Linked DNA regions of Sus scrofa: all the other regions are linked to region 1. Evidence: chromatin contacts called from public Hi-C data. All regions are on one chromosome and are shown on one strand. The core of a region is the stretch at or near the end of the contact, and the rest is flanking DNA. Distances in the headings are between cores, read along the strand shown. Region 1 holds the start of SAP30 (histone deacetylase complex subunit SAP30). Region 2 holds the start of GALNT7 (N-acetylgalactosaminyltransferase 7). Region 3 holds the start of LOC100517194.

Region 1 (3,901 bases), core at 232-2,731:
AATATCCCAAATAAACTTTTCAAAAAAGACTTTATTACATTGTCCTGAGAGCTGTATAGTAACATCTGAAATACTGGGTGTCGTACATTAACAGTTACTCCTTAAAAAAATAATTGAAAGCAGAACTAATAGGCTTTCAAATTAACCTCTGAGCTAAGTGCAAGTTAAAAATATGCAGGACGTGTGCTAGTTCTGACGTCTTGTTATTTATACTGCCGGCTCAAGCTCCGAAAAGTGGAAATGGTTGTTTATAAAAACCTCATAGGTGGTCAAAAGAACAGATCCGCACAAGGACGAAAAAAGAAACCCTGATGGCTGCCAAACCGAGGGTAAAACCGCGGAGGCTGCGTGCTCCGCATGTCGATAGCAGCGGCCCTAGATGCTGACACTGAGCGCCCGGCTCCCGGCGCGGGGGACGAGGAACTGGATCTCCTCGCCCGCGGCGTCAGTCCTGGCAGGACTCCACTTTCCCTAGACCGGGAGCTACTCCCCGGGGCCAGCCGCCAGTTCGGGCAGCCGAACAAAGACACCTGGTTCCAGAAGGAGCTACCGGGCTATGGGAAAACTACTCTGGGCCTCAGCGCAGCTGCCCTCTTTGTTCCGCTCCCCTACCTCGGCGGGGGAGGAGGGGAGCGGGTCCGCCGCGCAAGTGTGCCGCTCGGGCTGCCGTCCCGGCTGAAGCACTTTGTTGTTTGCTTCCTACTAAGGATCCCGGAACCGGCTCGCGCTGCGCCCTTCTGGGCCCCTGCACCCCTACCCGCCTGGCGTCGGCTCCGCTCCCGAGAGCCCAGAGGGTGGGCAGGGCAAGCCAGGCCAGGCCGTCCCGCCGCCACTTACGCTCTTATCCAGCTCGATCTTCACCTTCTTCTGAGAGATGCTCTTCTGGATCCTCTTGCTGAAGCTGGCGTTGCCCGCCGCCCGGCTGCACCGCTCGCCGTCCTCCCGCAAACAACACAGCTGCCCGGGGCCCGGCCCGGCCGCCCCCGGGGGCCCCGCAACCGAAACCGCCCCGGCGCCGGGCACCTCAGCTCCAGAGCCCGCTCCGGCCCCGTTCCCTGCAGAGGCGGCGGCCGCGGCGGCGGCCGCGACCACGGCAGCCACCGCAGCGGCTGCGTCCCCGCCGCGGCTTATGTCCTCTGGCGTGAAGCCGTTCATGTCCCCGAGCTGGCGGCGCCGCGCTGACAGAAGCCCCAGCTCGCCGCGCTGCTTGCCTCTCGGGAGACGCCGGGGTCTCAGCGGTCCCTCAGACACCTGCGCGGCGGCAGCTATTCACTCTGAGCCCGAGCCCTCCGCCCAAAACCAGAGGTCCCTGGCCTGCCGCTGTCTGCTGGCGCCGGGACAGGGCACAAGGTGTGTGGTTGGGAACCGCGGTCGGGCGTCGTTTGGAGCTAGGACACCCCTCTCTGTCACATGGAGACTCCTCAGCAGTTGGACCGTGGCGCCTCCGCCTCCGCCTCTCTTCAGTCCTCGACTTGCGCAAGCGCTTTGTGCCCTCGCCCAGCCCGAACCCGTCCACTCTGCCGCAGGGCACCACGGGAATTGTAGTTCCCCTTCCGGGAGTTAACCCGAGCTCCAATATGACCCAGTGCTTCGCGGTTTAGGGAGACTACTCACCCCAGCATACATCGCGCGGAGGCGGGCCGGCTTTTTTGTGTGTAAAGCACAGGGAAAACAAGGACTTGTGGTTGGGGGTTGCTGTGTTTTCTGGCTTCTGGTCTGTCCCGGGAAGTTAGGCTGTGTTTAGCTCCCAGGATTTTGCAGAGCTGGCATTCTAGAGGAAGAGGTCACTCAACTCCGGAGGCGTAGCACAAAACGTAGGGGCCGTGGGTGGGAGGGGAGGGAAGTGAGCCTGTGGGAAAAAGTTTTGGGGCCGTTTTCGTATCACTGGTAAAAGTTTTTGCCGTGATACCGTTTTTGTGGGAAACCCAAACCAAGGAAGATGGGCGCCCTGGCGTTTTCCGGGCCCTCCAGGTCCCGCAGCTAACACCAAGGGATCTGGAGGGCATCTCCACCAACTGACGCCCCAAATTGTCCATTAGGGCGCCTGCCTGAGGTGGGGAACGCTGGTCCCGACCCCCGTGACCCCGCCTCTCCGCGCGCTCGGCCGCATCGCTAATGCCTGGCTAGAGGCCGCTGCCAAATCCTCGCATTGTCCCTGCGAGGGACGTGCACTCTGTCCGCTGCCTCCAGAGGTGGAGCTGCTGACGTGTGGACTTAACGGGGCAGCTTTCTTTTCCGGGGAACCGGGAGCTGGTCTAACCGTTCCTGAGGCTGCCGGCACTCGCCCTGCCCCAAGGGCATGGGGTGGGAGGGGCCGCATCTTCCGTGAGCACGCGTGTGTATGCGTGCGTGTGGACGCGTGTCTGTGGAGGTCGGGGTGGAGGGATGGGAGAGGCTGGTACGAAAGCTGCACCTTTGCTGGTTGCACCGCTTCATTATTTGTCAGTATGTATATCCTGTTTAACAATTACATTGTTTAAACAAAAATAGAAAGCGATTAGGTTTTTTGAAAGTTCTTTTATATTTACGGAGTGAACTTATTTATAGATGGTTATTTAAAATGTAAAGTGTCATCTGCACTGAAATTCAAAGCCATCCAGTCCATCTGTGCACTTCTGTCCTAGGGTAAAGAAAGGAAGAAAAAATAAATAAATGGAGTGGGTAAAAGAAAGATACTGAGTGGTGTTAGCTTTTCCAGCTGCACTGTCCAGTAGGGTGTCCGCTTGCCTTATGTGTATATTGAGCACTTGTGTTTTTTGTGAATGAAAAACTGAATTGTTAATTTTACCTCATTTAAATATTTAATACTGATTTCAGTAATCAGAGAATTATTAAATAGGAACAACTTGGATAAGAATCTTTTTTTTCTTAAAAATTTTGTGAAATCTGAATTTAGCATCTCAACTGAGATGTGTGGTAAGTGAAAACTAGAAGCAGGATTTCAAAGACTTAGTACCATAAGTTTTTTTAAAAAAAGTATATTGATGGAGTTCCGGTGGAGGTGCAGTGGTTAATGAATCCCACTAGGAACCATGAAGTTGTGAGTTTGATCCCTGGCCTTGCTCAGTGGGTTGTGGTGTAGGTCAAACTTAGCTCAGATCTGATATTGCTGTGGCTCTGGCATAGGCCGGTGGCTACAGCTCTGATTCGACCCCTAGCCTGGGAACCTCTATATGCCGCAAGTGCGGCCCTAGAAAAGACCAAAAAAAAAATAAAAAAGAATATTGAATAGCTTATAATTTTTATATTGCTTACATGTTCAAATGATTAAAAATGGCTATCCTGGGTTAAATAAAACATAACATTAAAATAAATTTTACCTGTTTCTATTTTTCAAAATGTAGCTGTTACAACATTTAAAACTACACATATGGCTCACATTGTATTAGATATTGCTGGTTTAAAATATTAAAATGCAGAATAATACTATCTACTGTTTATGGATATATTTTCTTAAATAGTAGAAATGAGAACACATGGACAGGATGGATATGCTCCAACTTCAAGATGATGGTCATCTTTTAGGAGAGAGGCCAATGGATAGTATCTGGGAATGGTTAAAAAGTGGTTTCTATTTGTAAGTTTTTATTTATTAAAAAGCAATCTAGGGGAGTTCCCATTGTGGCTGGGGGATTAAGAATCCAACTAGTATCCATGAGGATGCAGGTTTGATCCCTGGCCTTGCTCAGAGGGTTAAGGATCCAGTGTTGCTGCAAGCTGTGGCATAGGTTGCAGATGAGACTTGGATCTGGCGTTGCTGTGGTGTAGGCCGGCAGCTGCAGCTCCACTTCTACCCCTAGACTGGGAACTTCCATATTCCACAGGTATTGCTTAAAAAAAAAAAAAAAAAATCTAGTGGCGCAGTGGCTTAAGTATCCAGTATTGTTGCGCTGTGGCTCTC
Region 2 (3,548 bases), core at 892-3,391, 160 kb after region 1:
CATTAAAGGAGAAGCAGGTGTTTCACAGTGGGTGGAGTGTGTGTAATCATAATCAAAGTAAAAGAGCCAAGAGGGGAAAGGGAAATTCAGGAGTCCAGAACCTTCCCTAAAGAGACGTCCTCCAACTGCTGTATCTCAGAAGCTCCTAGCTTAGTTCTTACTAAAGGGAGCAGTATTCCTTTATTTATGCACTCATAGTTCATAAGCTATACTTTAAATTGCTTAGCCAACCTAATAAAAGGGCTTGGCTCTCCTCATACATAAAATCATTCTTAGTGTTAATTGTTTGCAAGTTTTAAAAAGGTAGCTTCTGTCTTTGGCAAAGAAATCAGACTGGATCCACCGACAAACTTTATCAAATATGTTGGACCACAGCTGATGGTTATTAATGAGCGTGTGGCTCAGTACTTGTATCAGCACTAATAAAATACTTCCCAGGAAATGGGCACTGGCCCTAACGCTCCATCTTGTCATCTGAACAGTAGTAGGACATTCTGAATATGGCTAGTTTTGTCCCTCTTTTCTCAATTTCCCTCCCAAGGAATGGCGTCTTAACATCTATAGCTCTCTGCAAAAGGCCAGTTGATGACTTAAATACCTTTAAACAACTTCAACATTGAGTCATCCTTCGTCAGTAAGTCACTGTGAAACCAAAATCATAAAGAAGTCACCATGCCTCCATGAAGGCTGAGGGGCTTAAAACCACAGAAACAGTCAGAAGTAAAACTGGGTACTTTTTATTATCGTTAGATTGGAGGACTTACAGGGAACCCAACCCAGACGCGATAAACACAAGAGTCCACTGCCGTGAAGATTTCAAGTACTCGGTAAAACTTCTATCTAACCTCCTCACACAGGTAGGAACTCATAAGGAAATCTCTTCAGGATTCTTCGTGCTGAAAGGACGCCTTTCTCACTCAACTTCCCGACGCTAACTTTCCAGAAGGAAAGTTAATAAAGGCGACCCACGGATGCAATGCGGATGCTGCACGCAGAAGGCGCGGAGCCCGGCCGCTCGCCGCCCCCGGCCGCTCGCCGCCCCCCGCCGGGCCCCCGCGTCCGCTGGAAGGCAGGCGCGCGGCCACAACGCGCCGCGGGTCGGGTGGGGGGCGCGGCCGAGTCCCCGGAGCTGCAGTCCGGGCTCCGGTCCCCAGCGTCGCCTACCGATGGGAAGTGCGGACGGCGGACAGCGCGTCTTGAGGAACCCTGGGCGCTGACGGCACCCGCACAAGTTAGTTTGGCGGCCCCTTGGGCCCGACCTCAGCCCGGGGAGGGGAGGGGCGGGCTCCGTCCCGACGGGGCGACCGGGGACGGGGCGACCGGGAGGGGGCTCCGGGGCCGAGGGGCCGCGCGCGGGCGGGCGAGGGCGGCAACCGAGAGGCGGGAGGGAGGCCGGTCCGCGCGAGGCCTCGACCGCGCATCTCCCGTCCCCGCGCCGGAGCCGAGGGGGCGGCGCTCTCCCGGGGGCGGGGCCGCGCACTCCCACCGGGGTGGGCGGCTGGGGGCGCCGAGGACCAGGCGGTGGGGCGGGGGCGGCCAGACGCAGGGGCCTGGTCCACACCGGCTGCGGCCCCTCGCCTCCGTCAGGCCTGCGCGCGCCACAGGCCGCATCCTGGACCAGCCCCGCGTCCCCGGCCGCCGCCGCGGTCCGGCCCTCGCTAGTCGGAGCTGGGCAGCCCAGCTCCCCCGCACCCGCGGTCCCGGCGCAGAGGACGGCCCCCGAGCCTCCGCCGCAGCGCGGGGGCGGCGCTGGACGAGGGCTCGAGCCCCCACCCGCCGCGCCACCTGCGGAGCCCGCGCCCGACCCGCCGCCCCTGCTCCCGCCACGCGCGCGAACAAAACAAGTTGCAGGTCGCAGCCGCCGGAGGGGGCGGGCGGGTCACTCACCCTCATCCTGCTCAACGGGCTCGGCTCGTCCGGCCGCGGGGACAGAGAGGACCAGAGAACTACCAGCCCCAGGAAGCTGCCCACCACCAGCAAACTGCGTAAGAGGAGCCCGATCTTCAGCCTCATCTTCCTCAGGCGGCGAGAGGCGCACAGCCCGGCGCAGCCGCCGCCGCTGCTCTCCTCCCTCCTTCCCCCTCCGCGCTAGCCGCCTCCTCCCGCCCCCGCCGCCCGGCGGCCGCCCTTCCCGCCGCCGATCCGGAACTCCCCTCGGGGGGCCGCCCCGCCCCCGTCCGGCCCCGCCCCGCCCCCGCCCCGCCGGCCCCCGCCCCTCCCCCGAGCCGCCCCCGACCGGGGCCGCAGCCCTTCTCCGCCGCTGTCCACTACCCCTGCAGGTTCTGCTGTCTTGCGACTAACTTACATGCCCCCCCCAGGACTGTGCCCAGCCTCGGCCCCCAGCGCTCAGCCCCTGAGGCTGCCGGGCTCCCCAACTTTTAGTGCCGTTTGGGGCTATAACTCTGTCCTTAACGCCTGCCCTCCGGCCCGGTGCCTGCAGGATACAAACCAGGAAGTCGGGGTTGCAGCTGCCGCAGCTCCACGTGGCTGATTTATAGCTGGGAGGATTTTTTCTTATTGATTGTTCTCGCTTTTTCACAGGGCTCCTTAAGGAGGTGGATTTGTAAGCGAAAGGCCCAGGTGTGATGTGCAAATATCACCGGACTGCAGGAGCTCTCTTGGAAAGCCGGTAGAGTGTCGCTTTCTCTTGAGCTAATTAGAAGAAAGGCAGTCTAGTGCGAATAAGCAATACCAGCCTTGTTCAAGGGCTAAATTTCTATTCTGAGGACTAAGGATTTCGGGATTTTTAAACCAGTACTCTACCCTCATCGCCTCTCTCAGACCTGATTTTTGCCTCTTGATGGAGGTTCCTTGATTTCTGTTTTTCAAAGGCCTTTCTACCTGAGACCTAAAATACAGGGGAAAGGATATTGACAAATGTTTATACAGATGCCCCACCCGGAGGAAATAATTTTTGTGCACATATCTCCCAATAAAGATGTCAGTCATCTCACTCTTCTGCCAGGGCATTTACATTATCAGGATGCATATCCTAACTGCCTAATTCAAGTTGAACAGAATGTTTAATATCCTAAGTTTCAGGACTGTGAAAGTGCATCCTTCTTCCTAATATTGTCTCCTATCTGCAAGTACTTTAAAACAAGTGAAACCTGGTTGTTTAAATTTTTAGATTAAAGTAGAGAGTTTGAATCATCAAGATAGAGAATCGTGACCAGCCAAACTCTTTGTGCTACACTAGCTAATATATTGGGGAATTCCATAGATGCTGTAATTTCAGAATCCCCGTGAAATATTTACAGTAATGTTTTAAACAACATGAGGAAATGTGGAATGGATGACAGTATAGTCAGGTGTATTGGCTAAATTGTACACAGTAATGCCTAAAAGCCCAAGGTGGAGCACCAGAGGAGGGCTGTCAGGGGTTGCATGTGAATCACTGTCTGACTCAGCAATTTTATCAACCACTAAGTTTAAAAAAGTTGTTTTACTATAAGACAAGGGAGATTTTACTGAAGACCTTTTTTTTTTTTTTTTTGATGAAAAAGAATATTTCATTGATAAAGTATGGACCGTCTGGGTAATGTAAA
Region 3 (3,712 bases), core at 1,108-3,607, 220 kb before region 1:
CCTTGTTGTCCATCTATTTTATCACTTCCAGGTTCTTGGGGACCATGAAGTGGTTCATCCATTTTGTTTGTTTGTTTCAATTAAAATAGCATGAGAAAGGTGGAAAGTAGCATGTCCTGGGGACTTTGAGGCCACTAGCCTCTAGTGGACACAGCATTGGGTCCTTGGCTCAGCCCTCTGCCTGGTCTCTTCATCCTCCTTTAGATTCTCTAACCCCTCTCTGTTCTGAAAGCAGCCTACAACTACTGTTCCAGCATTTTTATCTGTTCCCAGACAGGGTGCAACCATCTTATTTTGTCTGCCTGCTCCCAAGGCCTAGATGTGTTTTTATAAACAGATTTTTTTTAATGTATCAAATGTCAGAGGATTGAACTACCAGTATTTACACATGCCTGCCTCCCCAGCGAACATGTAAACACAACCCTGACCACACTACCTATATTTTTTCCTTGAAGAACAAGGTCTTTAATAGACTCTCCTTGTGCTCAAAACTGTAGACCTACCCAAGGTGGGTGTTTGAAGCTCTAGATGGCTATTTTGTTCTGAGCCCAAAAGGCACTTACCAACAAATCTGGTTTCACCTACTTCCCACCTCTGTTCTCTGCTGGGGGCACAGGGAACACTGACCCTTTGCTGCAGGGACAGAATGGGCCCTCAGGAGTTCCCAGCCTGGGTTTCTGCCACTCTGCCTGAGTTCCCTTTCCTCTCCTTGAAGCCCAGCCACCTAAAACCTAAACCACGTTCTCACCGCTGCTACCCAGGGCTTTGGGATTAGTGGCTGGCAACCACCAGAGTCCCTGACAGCACAGAAGTTGGGTTACCCTCCCAACCCTACTCTCTATTCATGCTGACCTTGCCTTCCACTCCCAAACCCTACCCCCAGGGGAAAAAAAAAAAAAAAAGCAGGCAAGGAAAAGACCCTCCCTCATCGAATCCTTGGAATGGGACACCCTCTGCATCTCTGCTGCCTGGGCCCTGATTCCGCCTGCCTTCCAGAATGGACCCCCAAGGCGGAGGAGTTGGTCTCCCCTGGGCGTCCCAGGCCAGGCCCAGCGAGGAGTCCCCTGCCGCCGCCCCCCCCCACCATCCCAGTCTTTGGCGCACTCCGCGTGGGACACTCTTTTCCACACAGACCCATCCGGCAGAATCCTCAGCTTCACAGCGGCCTCCCCTCAGGGCTTCTAGCCAAGCCTTGGGGATCATTTCAAGCTCCTGACACCGGCCACCCCCACGCCCCACCCCTACCTCTTGCAAGCTTTCTCTAGGAGCTCAGGCCACAGCCACTCGGGCGCCGCGGCCCCGGTGCCCTGCGGCCGGGTGACTTACAAGTAGAGATCCATTTTCCGTTATAATGCGTTCAAGATCACGAAGGCCAGCAGTCTAAACATCCACGAGCCGTCCTCCCGGCCTGCCTCTTAAACTGGTGTTTAATGGTTCCCCTCCGATAACTAAACCTGCTTTCCACAGATGCCCGCTTTTATGGGAGAGGCAGGAATGCAGAGATATATTTATATGTTTGTTCATAAAAACTGGAAAATAAGCTCTGAACACGCTGTAAAAAATATTCAGTTACTTACCAAACAGGCTAGTTAAACCAGGGGAACACCGATACCCGCCACACAACATAGATTCGGGGAATCGAGGTGCCTGCGCTTTGAAGTCGCCCAAGGTCTTCGCCGAGGCTGGTGTCCCTGAAGAACATGGAAATAAGAGCATTTACAACTGGCGTGACCGTTAGTCCCGGGGTCTCAGCCACGATCTCCAAAAACAGCCACAATATCACCACCTGCCCAGATGGCCCCAGCCTGGGTAACGTGGTGGGTATATCCAGCGACGATGAGGCGGGCATTTCCAGCGTGCGCCCAGGTCAAAGCCTCAGCTTTGCCCGCGGCGCCCCGCCGCCAGCCTCGGCCAGAGACGCGCCTTTGTGGGGGCGCAGCCGCCCGCCGCCTCTGCTCCCACTGCGCCCGCTGCCTGCTGGTTTTCTTGCCTAGGTTACCTACAGAACACTTCGAAAAGCAATATCTGCCTTCTTTCCCCACCCCCCTTCAAACCAGTAAAGAAAGCGGAGTGATACTGTACCTGATTTGAGATTCTTCAATATTTGAGACTTAGGGGAAAATATTTTAATAGTGAAGCATCTGTTAAACACTTGCATTAACCTCTGGCTGATAAAAAAGTTTTTTTTTTAACCCTGCCCCCCCCTCGTTTTAATTATCTTATGGTTATGAAGGGGCAGCCAATCCTGAAAGAGGACCTCGGCAATTAGCAACGAGAACATCAAAAAGTTTTATTGCGGAGAGCGCGAGGCGCCGCCCCCGCCGCCCCGGGATTGGCGTGAGGAGCCTCTGACGACATATATTAACCCGAGCGGCCCTAAAGATGTAGCTGTACATGGAGATCTTGCTGGGAAAATCCGCTTGCTCCCCTCACGGCGTCCAGTCCCGGAGAACAGCCGCCGCCGCCGTCACCCAGGAGCCCCCACGGCCGCTGCGCAACAGCCCTCCAAGCCCCAGCCGCCGCCTTCGCGCTCCAGGGCGCCTGCAGGGCTCAGATCCTTCCCCCGAAAGGAGAGGCTCTGAGAAAATGGATGCACTGAGACCTCTCTGAAAACCCTCCGAGGGAGCACGAGAGGAGAGCGGAACACGTTACTCGCTGCTAAAGTCACATTCCAGGACCAAAACAACAACAACCAAAAATTTCATTAAAACAATAAGCGCCCAAGAACCCAGATCAGGCTGGTTGGGGGAGGGGAAGGGGCGGGAAGGGGAGGGTCGCATGGAGGTAGCTTCACAGTGAGCGGTCGACCCCGCCGCCTCCCCGCAGAGCCGGGCCGGCTCCTCCAGCCGCGGCTCGGACTCTTCCCGGGATTCGGAGGAGCCGCGGCGCCAGGAGCGCGGCCGGGGCGCGGAGCCCGGCGACTCGGCCGAGCAGCCCCGCGGGAGCCGGGACGCCTTTGCATGAGCACGAGAGGACTGTGCCTGCCCGCAGCAGCCCGGGAAGCAGGACCCCGCGCGCGGGCCGTGGAACAAGGCGGGAACCGGAGGCGGCGGCGGCCAGGGGCGCACGGTGCCGGGACCAGCTCGCCGCGCCCTATGGGGAGCCGGCGGCCGCGGCGCTGCTGAGGCGGGCCCCGCGGGCCAGGCGGGTGGCCGGGGCCCGGGCTGCAGCAGCCCCCTCTGCGGCTGCGGGGCCGGCCCGGGCACCGGGGGGCTGGGGGTGGGGGGTGGGGGAGGACGCCGAGCGCCGAAGCAGGGGCCCGGGCTGGGGGCGCGGCGGGGCTGCGCGCACGCTGGGGCGCGGAGGGCGAAATGAGTCTGGTTGGGGGCTTCCCTCACCACCCGGTGGTGCACCATGAGGGCTATCCGTTCGCCGCGGCCGCGGCCGCTGCGGCCGCCGCGGCCGCCAGCCGCTGCAGCCACGAGGAGAACCCCTACTTCCACGGCTGGCTCATCGGCCACCCCGAGATGTCGCCCCCCGACTACAGCATGGCCCTGTCCTACAGTCCGGAGTACGCCAGCGGTGCCGCCAGCCTGGACCACTCCCATTACGGGGGGGTGCCGCCGGGCGCCGGGCCCCCGGGCCTGGGGGGGCCGCGCCCGGTGAAGCGCCGGGGCACAGCCAACCGCAAGGAGCGGCGCAGGACTCAGAGCATCAACAGCGCCTTCGCCGAGCTGCGCGAGTGTATCCCCAATGTGCCCGCCGACACCAA

Evidence for each region. A called contact is a pair of places that touch in the nucleus more often than the background predicts.
Region 2: a Hi-C map of subcutaneous adipose tissue shows a contact between it and region 1, with 1.7 times the contacts expected there. The contact joins the promoter of GALNT7 here to the promoter of SAP30 in region 1. A contact is called at or near these places in 2 of 47 Hi-C or Micro-C datasets (heart right ventricle and subcutaneous adipose tissue) and 1 of 2 datasets of contacts at active chromatin or transcription factors (alveolar macrophages).
Region 3: a contact with region 1 is called in a Hi-C map of omental adipose tissue, with 2.0 times the contacts expected there. The contact joins the promoter of LOC100517194 here to the promoter of SAP30 in region 1. A contact is called at or near these places in 2 of 47 Hi-C or Micro-C datasets (embryonic fibroblasts and omental adipose tissue).

What each region holds. Positions count from the first base shown.
Region 1 is chr14:16,680,469-16,684,369 of Sscrofa11.1, forward strand. It overlaps SAP30 (histone deacetylase complex subunit SAP30), which reads right to left and starts at 1,482. Exons shown (of 7, transcript XR_002338366.1): 1 at 838-1,482.
Region 2 is chr14:16,835,866-16,839,413 of Sscrofa11.1, forward strand. It overlaps GALNT7 (N-acetylgalactosaminyltransferase 7), which reads right to left and starts at 2,142. Exons shown (of 12, transcript XM_021072438.1): 1 at 1,888-2,142. The coding sequence starts at 2,013.
Region 3 is chr14:16,456,859-16,460,570 of Sscrofa11.1, forward strand. It overlaps LOC100517194, which reads right to left and starts at 2,358. Exons shown (of 6, transcript XM_021073071.1): 1 at 2,312-2,358; 2 at 1,787-2,046; 3 at 1,578-1,691. The coding sequence starts at 2,358. It overlaps HAND2 (heart- and neural crest derivatives-expressed protein 2), which reads left to right and starts at 3,231. Exons shown (of 2, transcript XM_013982698.2): 1 at 3,231-3,712. The coding sequence starts at 3,312.